Regions from separate parts of the Gossypium hirsutum genome. Here region 2 is linked to region 1. The links are chromatin contacts, called in public Hi-C maps. All regions are on one chromosome and are shown on one strand. Each heading gives the region's core, a stretch centred on a gene start, on an enhancer-like site or on the middle of the called end of the contact. The rest is flanking DNA. Distances are from core to core; before and after follow the strand shown. Region 1 holds the start of LOC107918422 (septum-promoting GTP-binding protein 1). Region 2 holds the start of LOC107920113 (glutamate receptor 3.7).

Region 1 (7,025 bases), core at 2,299-4,798:
TCATCCATTAACATGTTTTATTTTATTTTGTTACATATTACTTTACTTTTTTACTATTTTAACCTTAAGTATTTAATTATAAACTTTATAATGGTTGTCCAAACTTGTCCATGCATAATTCTAATGGCTAAATTACAACATAAGGCTCCACATAATAAAAGCCATAGCAATATAACACTTTAACAATTAGCAAGTCACTTTTGCATTTTACGCGATTAAGTCCTTTTAGCAAATTGAGCACACAAACGATAAAATTTTCACACGAAACTTTCACACATATTAATTCACATGTTGTAGACACTAAAAATACTATTAATATATTTTTATAACTCAGATTCGTGGTCCCGAAGCCACAGTTCCGACTAAGGTCTAAACCGGGTTGTTACATCTTGGCTAAATCATTTATCCAAACCCTTATCTGTTCATATTTTAAACCTATTAATGTGTTGTTTTCATAATACTACAATACTGGACCAAACCAGGTAAATTTTTTTCGTAAAACAAGGCTCAAGTATTGATACCACCACTAATGTATCGATACTATAGCTTAGGTATCACCCCAAGTATCAATGCTTTACTCAAAGAATCTATATTTTGGTCTAAGTATCTATACGTTCTTCAACGTGTCGATACTTTACCCTTGGTATCGATACCAAAATGTCATTCAATGATTTCTTTTCAGTTTGGGTTAATTTGCCCAATTAGTCCTTCACCTTTTGTCTATTTAGCGTTGTTTGCTTAACCGTTTAAAACTATATCAATTCACCTATCTTCTTTGCATTTTTAATCTCTCATTCCATATTTCTAACATCTAACTCATATCCATGTATAATATATCATATAAATTAAATTTTTTAATATTTATAATTAAATTCAAATTAAATAAAAATATTAATTATAAAAAGAAAATGAAATAGTTTCTTTTTATCCAAACCCGAGCAAGCCAAGCTGGTGACGACCTGGCCTAAAAACTTGGAAGAGTATTGCCATCATTCTTTTTCATGTTTAATCCTCTCTTTTAATCTGATCTTCTACTTTCTTCCAAGGCATTTTTGTTTAGAAATGCCAATTGTGGTCACTATACGTTTCGTGTAGGGTCTTTTTTGGGTTACAATTGTTGAACAACTCAAATGCTATTCATTGCTTAAATATGGGCTTTTCTCCCCACAGTGGAACAACTCGAATCATCACCAAACATAAAAATCTGGTGACCGGTTGGCTTAGGATCAATCTCTTTGGAAACTCTATATATCTACATTACAACAACAGGAAGTTTTAGAAATCAATGATGGGTTCTCCTATGTTAAGATTGCGTTCCACTGTCCAAGGCAGGTCAAAGAGTTTGGCTGTGATGAACTTGAAAATCTTGTTCACATTGATGTTGTATGTAGCACTTGAAAAGAACACCGTCGCATTCAGAGCCTTGGCATATGCTCTTGCCTGTCATTGCCGTATAAATAAGAACCCAGTTAAGAAAATATTCTTAAGAGACAATAACGAACTTTATTGAGCATTGCAATCAGGACAACAAATCAAGGGTATAAACATATTCCAACTACAACTAAGAGAAAGACTCATTTCATATGTAGGGATTGTTGGTGTGCTTGAAATCTATGTTACTCGCCCCTAAAGTACTTGTATTCGATATTTGTTTTCTAACATAAGGATATGATTATGAGGTATGATACTCCAAGGTAAAAGTATCATGGAAGCCCCTGTACTAAGAGTTAGATTGCCCCTTTACTCAAAAAATAAGTAAATCAATCTCTGTACATTTAAATCAAAGAGAAAATTGATCCTTTCAGTTCAAATTTTAATCATTTATACTGTTAAAAACTGGCGTAGTTGACAGGCATAGCTGACGGAATAACCAGACAAGTGCACATAGCATTGCACATGTACCTCATGTCAAGATACAAAGACCAGTTTTTAACCATAAAAATGGATAAAATTTTTAACTAGAGGACTAATTTGTTCTTTGATACTAATTTGCTCATTTTTTTAGTAGAGGGGCCAAATTCAATCCGAATCCTAATATAAGGGCCTCCATGGTACTTATACCAGTATGCCGAATATCTTAACACTTGCAATAAAATTTAGATGACAGGATTTGGTGAAGGGTGAGAGACAACAATCTCCATAAAAAGGGGTGTTTTCGTCCCTTGATTTACTTCATTTGTTCTCCAATTTTAATTATAAAACATTGATTTGGTTGTTTTGAAAATTGTCCAAAGCAAGTGGAATATGTTTTTGGACATTTTGGCTAATGATTCAAAGGTTCAACAAGAACTGTGTAAAAGTTTACCTGACTAGCAATTGTCCACTGCAGATCTATGGGAAGTTGAATGAAATCATCGAATTTGGTTCCTATCATAATCAGTATTGCTGTCTGCACAATCGAAGTTTTTCATAAGAATGAGACATTTCGTCAAACATATAGTGACAGATCTTGAAACCTAGAACAGAAGCAATGAAAGTGAATACCTGATTCCATTTCCTGGCTTCTTGATACCAACTTATTACACTGCAACAACAGAATAAAGACCCCCATTTGAATTAGAATATTACCCACAATTTGAAGTGGCAGGGGCAGCCATTAAGCAATATTACAATAATTCATTCTCATTGTCGACTGAAATGGAGATATAGGAATGGATAATATGAGTACAGAGATATAGGAATGGATAATATGAGTACAGACTTGTTTAAAGTACACCTGCTTGTTAGATCAAACATGAAAAGGATTGCTACAGAGTCTTTGCAAGCCAGGGGAAGATGATCCTGAAATTTCTCAACCCCTGTTTTTCAATCGGAAAAGAAAATGAATAGATTGCTGATGCCATGAAAGCAAAAGTAAAAGGGAAAACATGAAATTTTTTGAAAGAAAAGAAATGGATTACCATCAACTTCCCAGATGCTGTAATAAATTCTTGCTCCACTCACAAAAAATGTTTTATCCATCAAATTCAACCCTTTCTCTTGACTGTCTTCTTGTTCATCATCATTCTCATCTCCAATGTATTTCATCTTCAAAAACCACGGCAAAATATGCATTTGAATAGGGTATTCAATTAAATTCTTTAAGTAAAAATAGATTAAGGTAATGGGGCTAACCAGAAAACTAGTTTTTCCAATTTGAGAATCACCCAAGAGACTGATCTTCAATGGAACCAAATCCGAGTCCTTATGATCATGGCGGCCATGGTGACAAACAGGAGGAGGACGTACGGAGGCGGAAGGCGGTGGATGCACGGAGGAGGAGGTGGAGGATAACATTCGATACCGAGTCTTAATGGGCTTCCCTAGGGAGCACATGAGGAAGCGGTCCCAAAAGCAACGAATGCAGCGTCGCAAAATCAAAACGCGACGCTGAAATCTGCGTCTAAGGTTGAGTTTAACCATTTTGGGGCAAAATTGGGTCATGATGATGATGACGATGATGGTGATGATAATGATCTGTCTTCAAACAGAAACAAATAAATTTGTGTCGATGAAAAACAATAATAAAAAAGAAGGCTGGCTGGATAAATCTTTTTTAAAATTATTTTGGATATTTTTGGGACGTGAGCCTTTAAATTTCAGTTACGACGAGACTTTTTAGCTACGAAAACGACTAGTTTAACGGGACAGTTGACCGTGTTGTGGACAATAATTTTCGGTTCTAGTCCAAATTGCCGGCTAGGGTTATTTCTGTAACTTTTTTATTATTTTATGCCGAAACACCCTACAACCTTCATCCCCCCCTTCAAATTTTGGAGCTTTCACTTTTCACGTTTTTGTCATAGTAACTCTCCTTTTCCCCCTTACTAAAGCCATTCCTTTGTTACTTGGGCAGACTGATACCCTGCTTTTTGTTTTTTTATTACTACATGTATTGAGATAAATAAAGTTATACCATTTACGGATTATCATACTAACATCGTTAACAAATTAACATTTTATTCAATATTTTCATTAAAAAAAAGTAATTTGACTCTTTTTGAAGATGAATGGCTAGATTTAGCTCCAAAAAAGACTAAAAGTCAAGTTGATAAAAATATAAACATTAATGGTTAAATTTGATATAAAGGTTTATAGGTACGAGATCACTATCCTTCATAGTTGTCCAATCTCAATTCAACTTTAAATATATTTCTCAAATTTTGCTTAAGCCCGTCCACTTTTACAAATGACCAACTTAAATGTATTTAAGTTCAACCATTTTTTAAATATAATTATTTTATTTAATATTTAATAATCATATATATTATATCTTTCTTATTAAATTTTTTTAATATAATTCTTCAAACTCTGAAGAATAATATTTGTGCTAAATAAATCTGAACCAGGTTTTCAAAAATAAACAATTTAACATGTTTTTTAAATATTATATTAGAGCATAAGATATTAGTTTTCATATACATTTGTAAATATGAAATGATTTACATGATTATTTATTTATTTATAATAAGGTAGGCTGTATTCTTAGATATGAAAATGCAATGGTAGAAATGGGCCCATGGAAAGCATGATAAAGTTTGTTTAATTGAATGAAAGAGGACACTTGTCCTTGAAACGTGGATGCAAATAAATCTAATAAATAATTGAACCACGTATGTAGATAATAATAGGGTTGAGCCCAGATTTTTGTTTAGGGGTTGAGGTTATTGTTAACTTTTATATTCAGAATTTTTGGAGATAAAAAGCATTGTTGTATTTCAAAATTATTGATTTTCATTCTGGGATGCCAAATTTTATTATTTTATGTTAAGATGTCCAACCTCAAGTTCACAAAAATAATTCAAAATTGTAAGAAAAGAACCTAGATTTGTAAACTTTCATAATAATAAATAATATACATATATTTGTCCCGAGACAGGTCTAATCGTAGAAAGACTTGAGCATGAATTTGATGAGTGGACTCAACATCTTACACATCATTATCCCCTTTCTTTATTTGTAATAATGAAACCAACAGTGGTCGGTCGGTGTCAAAATATCTTTGGTTGGTAATAACTGTCGGGGATATTTAATTATTCTTAAAATATTAACTCTTCTGTTAGCAATATTTTATTATCAAGTGAATTCTTTCAAATAGTTATTAGATATATAGTTTTATGTCATATATATTTTTTCTATTTATAAATATAGACCATAAATCATTTCTATTAATCAATAAAAATACATACTTTTTTTTATCCTCCTACTTCTTCTTATACGTTTTCTCATATTCCACCTCTATTTTTTAACTATTTCTTTATTTTTATTTTACAATATATTTTGAGTTTCTTTTTCACAAATCCTCTTCTAAGCTAAAGAAAGAAAGAAAGAAAAATAAAAACTTTCTTTCTTATAACCTCCCCAAGGATCAAACCTAGGATCCTTTGGAGGAAACCCAATGCTTAGACTTCAAATTTTAGATTTTGTATGTAAATAAAATCAATGAAAGCAATCTCAGCTGTGCTTCAAAAAGGAAATTTAAATCCAATTGGAATCAACCCAATGTCTTACCACCTTATTCCTCTTTCCTTGATCGTTTAACTAACCTCATATTTTTAATGATGTACACTAAGATACCTATAAACCCAAAACAGTTTTCTACTGCATATAAGAAAAGAAAACCAAAATTGTCGAGAAAAAACTCGAAATTGTGCTGAGATTATTATATTTGTGATTAATTATGATTAGTTTTGTTATATTTATATGTTGTTAAGGATATTGAAAATTTTAATTTCAGAATGGATCATGGTTTTTATTCATGATATTTGAATATCATTGTATAAGTATGGGTAAAGTTTAGATTTGGTAAGCAACTTTTATATTTCGAACATATATTTTTTTCAATTAAGGTATGGCTATTACTAATTTTTATTTGACATAAATATCGCGGTATTTGATTTCTACCTCTCTAGGTTATTTTTTTATGTAAATGACATAATTGTTTATTAGATATGTTTGCTATTAACATGCTATATATTACATTTTGATAACTTATTTTTGTAGAATGAATTCCTCTTTGCTTAGGCTTAGTTTGGATGGGCGATGCGCTTACCTCTAATGAGGTTAAAAATAGCGATGGCAGTAAGATTAGTTACTGTAGTGATGTAATTGGATAATATAGTAGTGAGATCAAAAACAATGGTGGGGGTGTGTGTTTAGATTCAAACACAGTTGTAGCGGTAAGATGAGAATAAAATTTCACATCCCAAAATTCGTTCTAGTGGTTTCGGGTTAGCAGATAGAGTATTCGATTTGGATCCCTAAATTATTTTCGAAAAGTGAGGGCCTAAAATTAGGTTTGGGAATTTAAAGTTAAGTGACCAAAAATTATTTTCCTTAAAACAATTTTTAAAATAAAATCGGATTTAAAAAAGATTTAAGAAAAAAAGGTTTTTAATTGAAAGGGGTCTAACTTGTAAAAGGGACAAACTTGAAAGTTTCCCAAATGCAATTGCACCAAGTTTTAAAAATAAGTTCTTCTATTCAACTATAAAAACCCCTTCCCATGTTTTTTCCTCCTTCATCCTTCTTATTTGAATTTTTTCCAAACATAAAATTATACTTATTTCTCTCCAAACAATAAAACCTTTTCGATTTTCTCACCTCCCAAACACTAGATTTTCTCTCAATTTTAAAGAAAACACTCAAATTCTTCCTCAATTTCCTCATCCTTCTCCAAAAGTTTTTCGAGCAATTAAAGCTTCAACTCAAATTTCTTCTTCAATCAAGGTTAGACTTTGATTCTTGATGATATTTTTATGTATGTTGCTTTTACAAATCAAGATTTTCTTACTTATAATGAGATTTCTATGGATCTAAAGTTTTAAGTCAAAAATGAGCTTGAAAATAGTGAAATTCAGATTTCTAAGTTGAATCACTGTTTCTAAATGATTTCATCTTATTTTGATATGATTAAAATGTTTTTAAACTCAAATTTAACATATCATTAAAGGATTTTAGAGAATTGATGAATTTCCCTCTTGAATGCTTACATGTGATGATTTTTTCGGAAAAATTGAATTATAAGTTTTCATGCATCTAAAGTG
Region 2 (7,025 bases), core at 2,378-4,877, 130 kb after region 1:
GATCCAACCAATTAGCCTGATCAGTGATCCGTGAAACCAAAAAGGCTCAATGTAGTACTGAGATAGGTTCATATCAGACAAAGATAGTACAGCCCAGATTGAACTGGAACTGCAATTCACGGTTTGTAAATTTCATAAGACCTAAAGAGGGAACATGTTTGGACTTTGATGAAAATATCAGCAATCGAGGACATCAAAAGTAGCCTAAGGCTAACATCACATCTGCCAAATGGTTGAAGCTTAAACAATGAAAAAAATTTCTCAAATGAAATAAGCTAGTGAGCCAATGTTTCCTTACGGTTTGTCTTAAACAGCGTTGAGAAGCTGAACCTGCAATAGTAAATGAATGGAAGATATTAGAATTAGGCAGGCATGGGCTTGTTGAGTGCCCAAAGTGAGAAGATATTAGCTATAATTCTCTGAAACATAGCAATAACTTACATAAACATAGTCACAAGTTGCCTCCTAGGAGGACCACGAAAAGCATCGTTGACTCGATGCTCGAGAATCCAAATAACAAAAGCAATTATGAAAAAACCACCTGCAGTCATACACCACATGTCTGCCGTAAAAGGTTTTAGAAATACCCAAGCACTTGATTTTGTATTGTGAATTGGAGCTACTATGACAAGACCGGTAGTTATATAAGGCTGAGAAAAATCCACAACTTTCGTCCGGTTCTTCACAATTGCAATGTCCCCAACAGCTGCATCAAACACCTGGTACCATAATTTTACAAATTGATTACGATGTACAAGCTCTATCTATAAACAAACATACCTCTGCACAGTGCAAGACCTTTAGATTTGTGTGGAATCATGCTATTTATCACTTATTGGACTAAGGTTTAACCATGCAACTGATTAGTTGTCCCTCGTCTTTTGTCATGAAAGAAACATCTAGAGCACGTGATAAAATAAAGTAAAATAAAAAGAGATGTTTGCCCCTATGGATTTATGACATTTTGGTGTGAAGGAATTAGGTAAATCAAGGTCATACTTACATCATCTGCAACCCTCTGTACGAGCTGACCATAATTAGGATTGGACTGACCATCCCCAAAAAGCTCAAATTTGTAAGGAACATTGTACGGGACAAATTTCAGTGCTTCAGTGAACACATCGATACAGTATCCTGCAATTTTATGGCTACCATTCAGTTTTGTAACAAAATCAACGAAACTGGCTCTATAAGGCACTCCGATTCTCAACGGATGTTCATCATCTGCAATCACCCAGCCGCGAGGTGCTTTGGTCTTTCCACCAGGCCAAGCAACTTTGCCAATCTTCTGTTCTATCTCAGAATGCCTATTTTTTGTCCCTTGAAGGGTTTCTGGGGGAGAAACTGAGAAACCAAAGGTGTTAGACCAGAAACCAACGATATGAACAGCCATCTTGTCAATATTGATGACATCATAACCAGAAGTTATAATGTTTCGATCTGAATTAAAACGAACTGGACCTGTTAAACCAGAGAAGCTTGTGTTCAATATATTATCTAGTAGTATAGCACCACCATCGAAAACTTTAAGCTTCTCCAAATGCATTTGAGTTGTTTTTGAATCATTTAGCTTAACACTTAATGAAAATGTGAAATTGTTGCCATCATTTATGAACTTGTCGATTGAGTGTGCAACTGTCCAAACCGTGTCATAAGCACAAAGGCCATAGGTATTCAACTCTGATTTTACCAACCCTTGCTGCTGCATCTTTCTCCATCGAGATATAAAATCCTTCGTTTGGTTCGACTCTGGAATATGTTGGCGAAGTCCAACTACCCCTTGAAGCACACTAAGAGCAGTTCCATTCATGGGAGCAAATGAATCTATGGTAGCAGAAAGCCAATCTGTTGCAAACCACACATAGTTACTGCTCATCATCTGAAGCTTTTCAGCAGTGGCAAAAATTCTTAATCCAGGGTCTGGGTCAACATGAACAATATAAACACGAGGACCTAGCAATCTAGATTGATTGAGAACAGTTACGATGTCATGTTGTGTAAAACGTACAGGCAAGGGCAATTTATAGACAGCTTTTGCCATTCTCCTATTGAGTTCATCATTTAGGGCAGATATCCCATTCCTCCCATAATCATTATCCACATAGATAGCAATGACCTCTTTCCATCCATAAAAATCAACTAAAGAAGCCATAGCATTCATTTGGTAGGAATCGCTCTGCACAGTTCGGACAAAGAATGGAAATTGCTTAGCAGAGAGACTTGGATCGGTGGCGGCATATGAAACAAGTGGAACTTGAAGACCATTGGCAATTTCAGAAATCATATGAGCAATTGAAGATGACTGTGGACCAATAAAAGCCACCACCTCTTTTTCAATTACTTGATAAGCTGACAAAAAAACAAAGATTCAATCTGTTTTAGAACAACTTTAGTTTTTGTTTAATATTCTTAGCAGTAAAATTTTTGAAGGAATATCATGACTCAGAGGGACGTTTTGCCAGATATGGAAATCACACCACATAGAAAGCATAAGATCAAGAGAGATATGACATCTTTCTGAGCTCATTGAAGGATTAAAAAGCTTAGCAATTTCATTATGATCAAGCTAGAATATAATTGAAGGAAAGCTAGAAACAAATTCATGTTAACCTAGAACAGAGAGCATAAGGAGGAAGATATACAGTAAAACTGAATTAGACATCATAACTTTTCCCACCATCCAAAATATTCACTAAAATTGTGATTAAAAAAAAAAAACAAAGCCTGCTAAAATTAACCATGTATTATAACAGTTCTAAGCAGCAAAAAAGGAAGAATGAAAGACCAGAATTCAAGTTACCTTCAATAGATCCCAAGAAGGCATTGCAATTAGCATCAGCCTCAATCAAATTAAGACGAGTTCCATTCAGAATAGTGGGAGTAGCATTGATATCAGAGATTGCAGCTTTCATTGCTGCCTTTGCAACTCTACCAATAACAGAATCAAAAGTGAAAACAGCACCAACATTTACAGCACCAGGCTTCTGACAACCCACAAGACAATTAAGGGTCACCCATATCATCAAACAAAAAAACCAAGAAAACCCAAGATTTTTCATTGTTGAAAGCTATCAAAACCAACAACTTGAATGAAAATGAGCCTCTCTCCCCCTTTTTTGCCCTTAATCTGTTTAAAGAGTTGGCCTTTGTCTACAGTCAGGAATTCTTGGGGTTAAAAAATCTTAATAACAGAAAGCCAAGCATGAATTTTTTTACTAATACCTAGATTATAAAATCAATAAGAGAACTCAACCTCAACCGGCAAAATAAAATTCACACTTAAATAATAATTAAGAAAAAAAACTTGGGAGTTTGGAACGGAAGAGTCAAGAGCGTTAAAGCTAGCTAAAGTAGTACTAAAATTCAATGGTTGCAAAGTAGTAAATTGGAAGTAAGAAAAATGTGATTTAGACATGGAATTTGGAACTTGTGGAAGTCATGTTTAAAACAAACAGTGACGTAAGGCATCTGGTAATTGAACTTCTTAGAGGCATTTGGTCTTTTCCAATGGAGCAAAACAGATTACTATACTTTTCTTTGAATAATTGGTAGACAATAAATTCAATGAATGAACTGCTAATTTTCCTTGGCTCAGAAAAAAAGTTCAAAGAAAAAGAAATTAAGACTTTATTTAGGAAAGAGATAGATTTATCATTTATTAGTACTACTTGCATTGCATGCACCAGTGTACATTATTTTTTAATGAAAGAATAAGAAAGTTTCGTTTCTACGTGCACAAAGGTGCGTGATTCACACGCTTGGAATCATAGAATCTAATTCTAATTTTTTTTTGTTTTAATTTTTCATAAATAATGTTTTAAATCCCACCTATCAGCTTAAAAAATATTTTGCTCTAACTACTAAAAGTATTTTTTTAAATGAGGATCCAATTGGAAAGGGTAAGTATAATTAATTTTTCATTTAATAAGTTAATTTTTTAAAATTAAATATTTTAATTACTTTCTTTACTTACTCTTAATTGAGGGTCGAAAAATATATAAAATTTTATATTATCCATATAATAAATTTAATTCTCCAATATTTACCATCTTAAATATTAAAAAAAAACAATAAATTCTATCAAGTTTCACTCTCCACAATACACACCCCGAACTCCCATGAACCACCAAACACGATGCTTCAACATCTTCAATTCACCCTCACCGACCACTGGCAACACCGGCGGTCTCCTCTCTACTTATTCTTTCACTTCCTCTATTTTTTTTCCCTCTTCTCTTCTTTTCTTTCCTTTTTCGTTTTCCAAAAAACCCTAGTTGTTGTCCACTATTGCGTTGTCAGAGCTGCCAATTGTTGCTACTTCTTGGATGGTTGCACCATCGTTCAGGTCGTCTTTTCCGACCACTAACATTTCTAGGCCTCCTTTTCCTCCCCTGGTCAGCATGTGAGATCACCAAGAGATGAACCCAAACCAAGCCAAATTGAGTTCTTGTTTCTTTTTTTTTTGTTGATGATGTTTATTATTATTATTATTTTATCTTGATGGTTCATGGTTTATTGAGTGTTTTTATGAGCATCGAGTATTAGGGGTGTTGTGGATATTGAGATTTCAAAGTATTTTGGAGTTGATTTTGAGTCAGCTGAGAGGTTAGAAAGGTAGATGATGAAAGATGGGTGAGGGTTGTTGCTTGGTGGCAGTAGTGCATAGGAGTTGAGGGAAAATGCATAGATAAGATTTCTATTTTAAAATTTAATAAAATCATGTAAATTCTAGCCATTACAAACTCTATCCATCCATTCTTATTCACTTCAATACACTTTCATATACCTTGTTTAAATAAGGAATTTGGTAATGAACTTTTTATAAAAATAGAATAGATAAGATTTTATTTTACATTTAATAAAATCGTGTAGCATATTGTACCCATTATTAACTCTATTGACACATTCTAATTCGCAATTGTATTAAGGTTTTTATATTAACATTCATTGTGGTTAGAAAAATTTACCAAAATAATTATTTTGCTATTAAACCCTTGACAACTTAACCAATTGGGACTAGCAAAAAGGAGATGATAACTCTTCACACAAAAATATATGTATTAAGGGTTTTATTTTAAAATTCAAAGTCTTTTATTAACCTAAACATTGAAACTATATAATGATTACATTCCAATTAAATCAAACTAAAAAAAAGAAAAAAAAATTAATCTAGACAACTTTGAGAGGTTAGTGTACCCTTTTAATCTTGGATGAAACTAACATTACTTCAAAACCAATCATCTAAACAGTACAAATACCAAGTTGTAGTAGTTATGGAACTTTTATAATACGACTCGGATCGGATATATATATATCGACCCCTACCTAAATATTCTACACTTTACTAGTTGACATAAGGCTGCAGCATCTTCAGCAACCGCAATTGTAAGTAACGCGACTTCGTGATTTACCATTTTTGATAAAAATAGGAAGTTATGGGAGAGATAACTATGAGCAAAAGAAAAGTGCATCTTAATAATTAAGAAAAAATGGTGCATATGAATAGTTATATAAAAATAAATGTTTAGTTTTAGTTTTATTAGTAGCGGCAACTCCATTTTCGTCTTTTTTGTTGACTTTGCAAGAAAAGGTTGCACCCTAAACAACTGTCAGATTTGCACACGTGGCACTTATCCATAACATCACTCAGCTGTAATACCATAAAAGTAGAATGAATATGAAGGTACTGAACCAATGGTGATGTTTTTTAGGACAAAAGCCATGACAAAATTTTCTTGTTTGGGTGAAAGACGAAGGAGTGGAGATGGTGGCTACATCATAAAGGGCGGAGCTACAGTAGATTGTTCTCTTTTTCTTTGCTTAAGCATAAAAAAATTAAAATTTTTTGAGTATAGTAATGGTGTTAACTGAAAATTTATAGTTTTTAAATGGACTAAAAGAATAATTTTTCCTTTATTTAGGTCCAATCAATGATCCATTAAGGCTTTAATGGCTAGTGGCCATTTTTGTCAATTTTCTAATGAAAGTGACTAAATTGAAAAAAATAAATTAAAATGATCAAAATAGGAATGACACCATTTTAGGGAGACCTCTACCTTATTAAAATGTATTATTAATAAATTTGTAAATAATTTTAAAAACATTAAAAATAAATCTAATCATTATATTTTTTAACAATACACTTTTTTTTATATAATCCCTAGAACCATCATGTCCTCTTATACTAACAACAATACTAATGTTAATCGAATTAAGATTCAATCGGCAATGATATACTATTAAATATAAATATTTTAATTTTAATTTATACAATTTTTGTTAATCTTAACATTGAAATAGATGGCGAAACTTAAACCTTACATTTCTCTGATTTTTATTTAATTATAATCACTCCTCAACAACTTTTTGAATTCAATATATTAAAATTTAAATCTACAACTTTTTTCAAATTAAATTATTAAAATGAAGAAAAATTTAATAATGGATAACTTTAACTGGAAAGCTCTTCCTTTTCACTATTTGGTATGCTTTTGAATTTTGTTGCTTAATATTAAAGTGAAGTTTTATTCCTCTTAGCTTTAGCATCCAATTAGATTGATTCTCTGTGTGCATCCAATTTACTTTGCTTTTCTACAAAAAGATTTCTTTTCATCTAAATTAATTAGATGCAATCCTTCACTCATAAGAAGACTTGATTCGGATCTATCAAAGTAAATACAGTTTTTACATGGCTAGAAGCCTAATTTAAAAACAAATGCAAATGCTACTTATACAACAAATGCAAGCAAAATGGCGACTGAATGGATGGAACTTGTAAGATTGTTGCAACGCGGTTAGATTACAACTTTTCCTCAGCCAGAGTCTTCTCTCCAAGCTTGAACATCTTTTCAAAATGTAAGAGAATTTAATTAAAAATATAGACTCAAAAAATTGGTTTAGACAAAAAAATAAGACCCGCTTTTTAATTGGGTTGACATTGGGTAAGATTTTTTTAGCTCGGACGCGGCTCGAATTTGTCTACATTTTTTTTTGTTGTTTATTGCCAATTTGATATTATATTGCTA

What was found. A called contact is a pair of places that touch in the nucleus more often than the background predicts.
Region 2: a contact with region 1 is called in a Hi-C map of leaf, with 2.2 times the contacts expected there. The contact joins the promoter of LOC107920113 here to the promoter of LOC107918422 in region 1. A contact is called at or near these places in 2 of 34 Hi-C or Micro-C datasets (both in leaf).

The regions. Positions count from the first base shown.
Region 1 is chrD13:19,938,660-19,945,684 of Gossypium_hirsutum_v2.1, forward strand. It overlaps LOC107918422 (septum-promoting GTP-binding protein 1), which reads right to left and starts at 3,549. Exons shown (of 6, transcript XM_016847984.2): 1 at 3,115-3,549; 2 at 2,901-3,027; 3 at 2,717-2,798; 4 at 2,485-2,524; 5 at 2,306-2,389; 6 at 1,115-1,440. The coding sequence starts at 3,423. The coding sequence ends at 1,276.
Region 2 is chrD13:20,069,933-20,076,957 of Gossypium_hirsutum_v2.1, forward strand. It overlaps LOC107920113 (glutamate receptor 3.7), which reads right to left and starts at 3,628. Exons shown (of 6, transcript XM_016849642.2): 1 at 2,801-3,628; 2 at 1,004-2,349; 3 at 442-719; 4 at 299-330. The coding sequence starts at 3,059.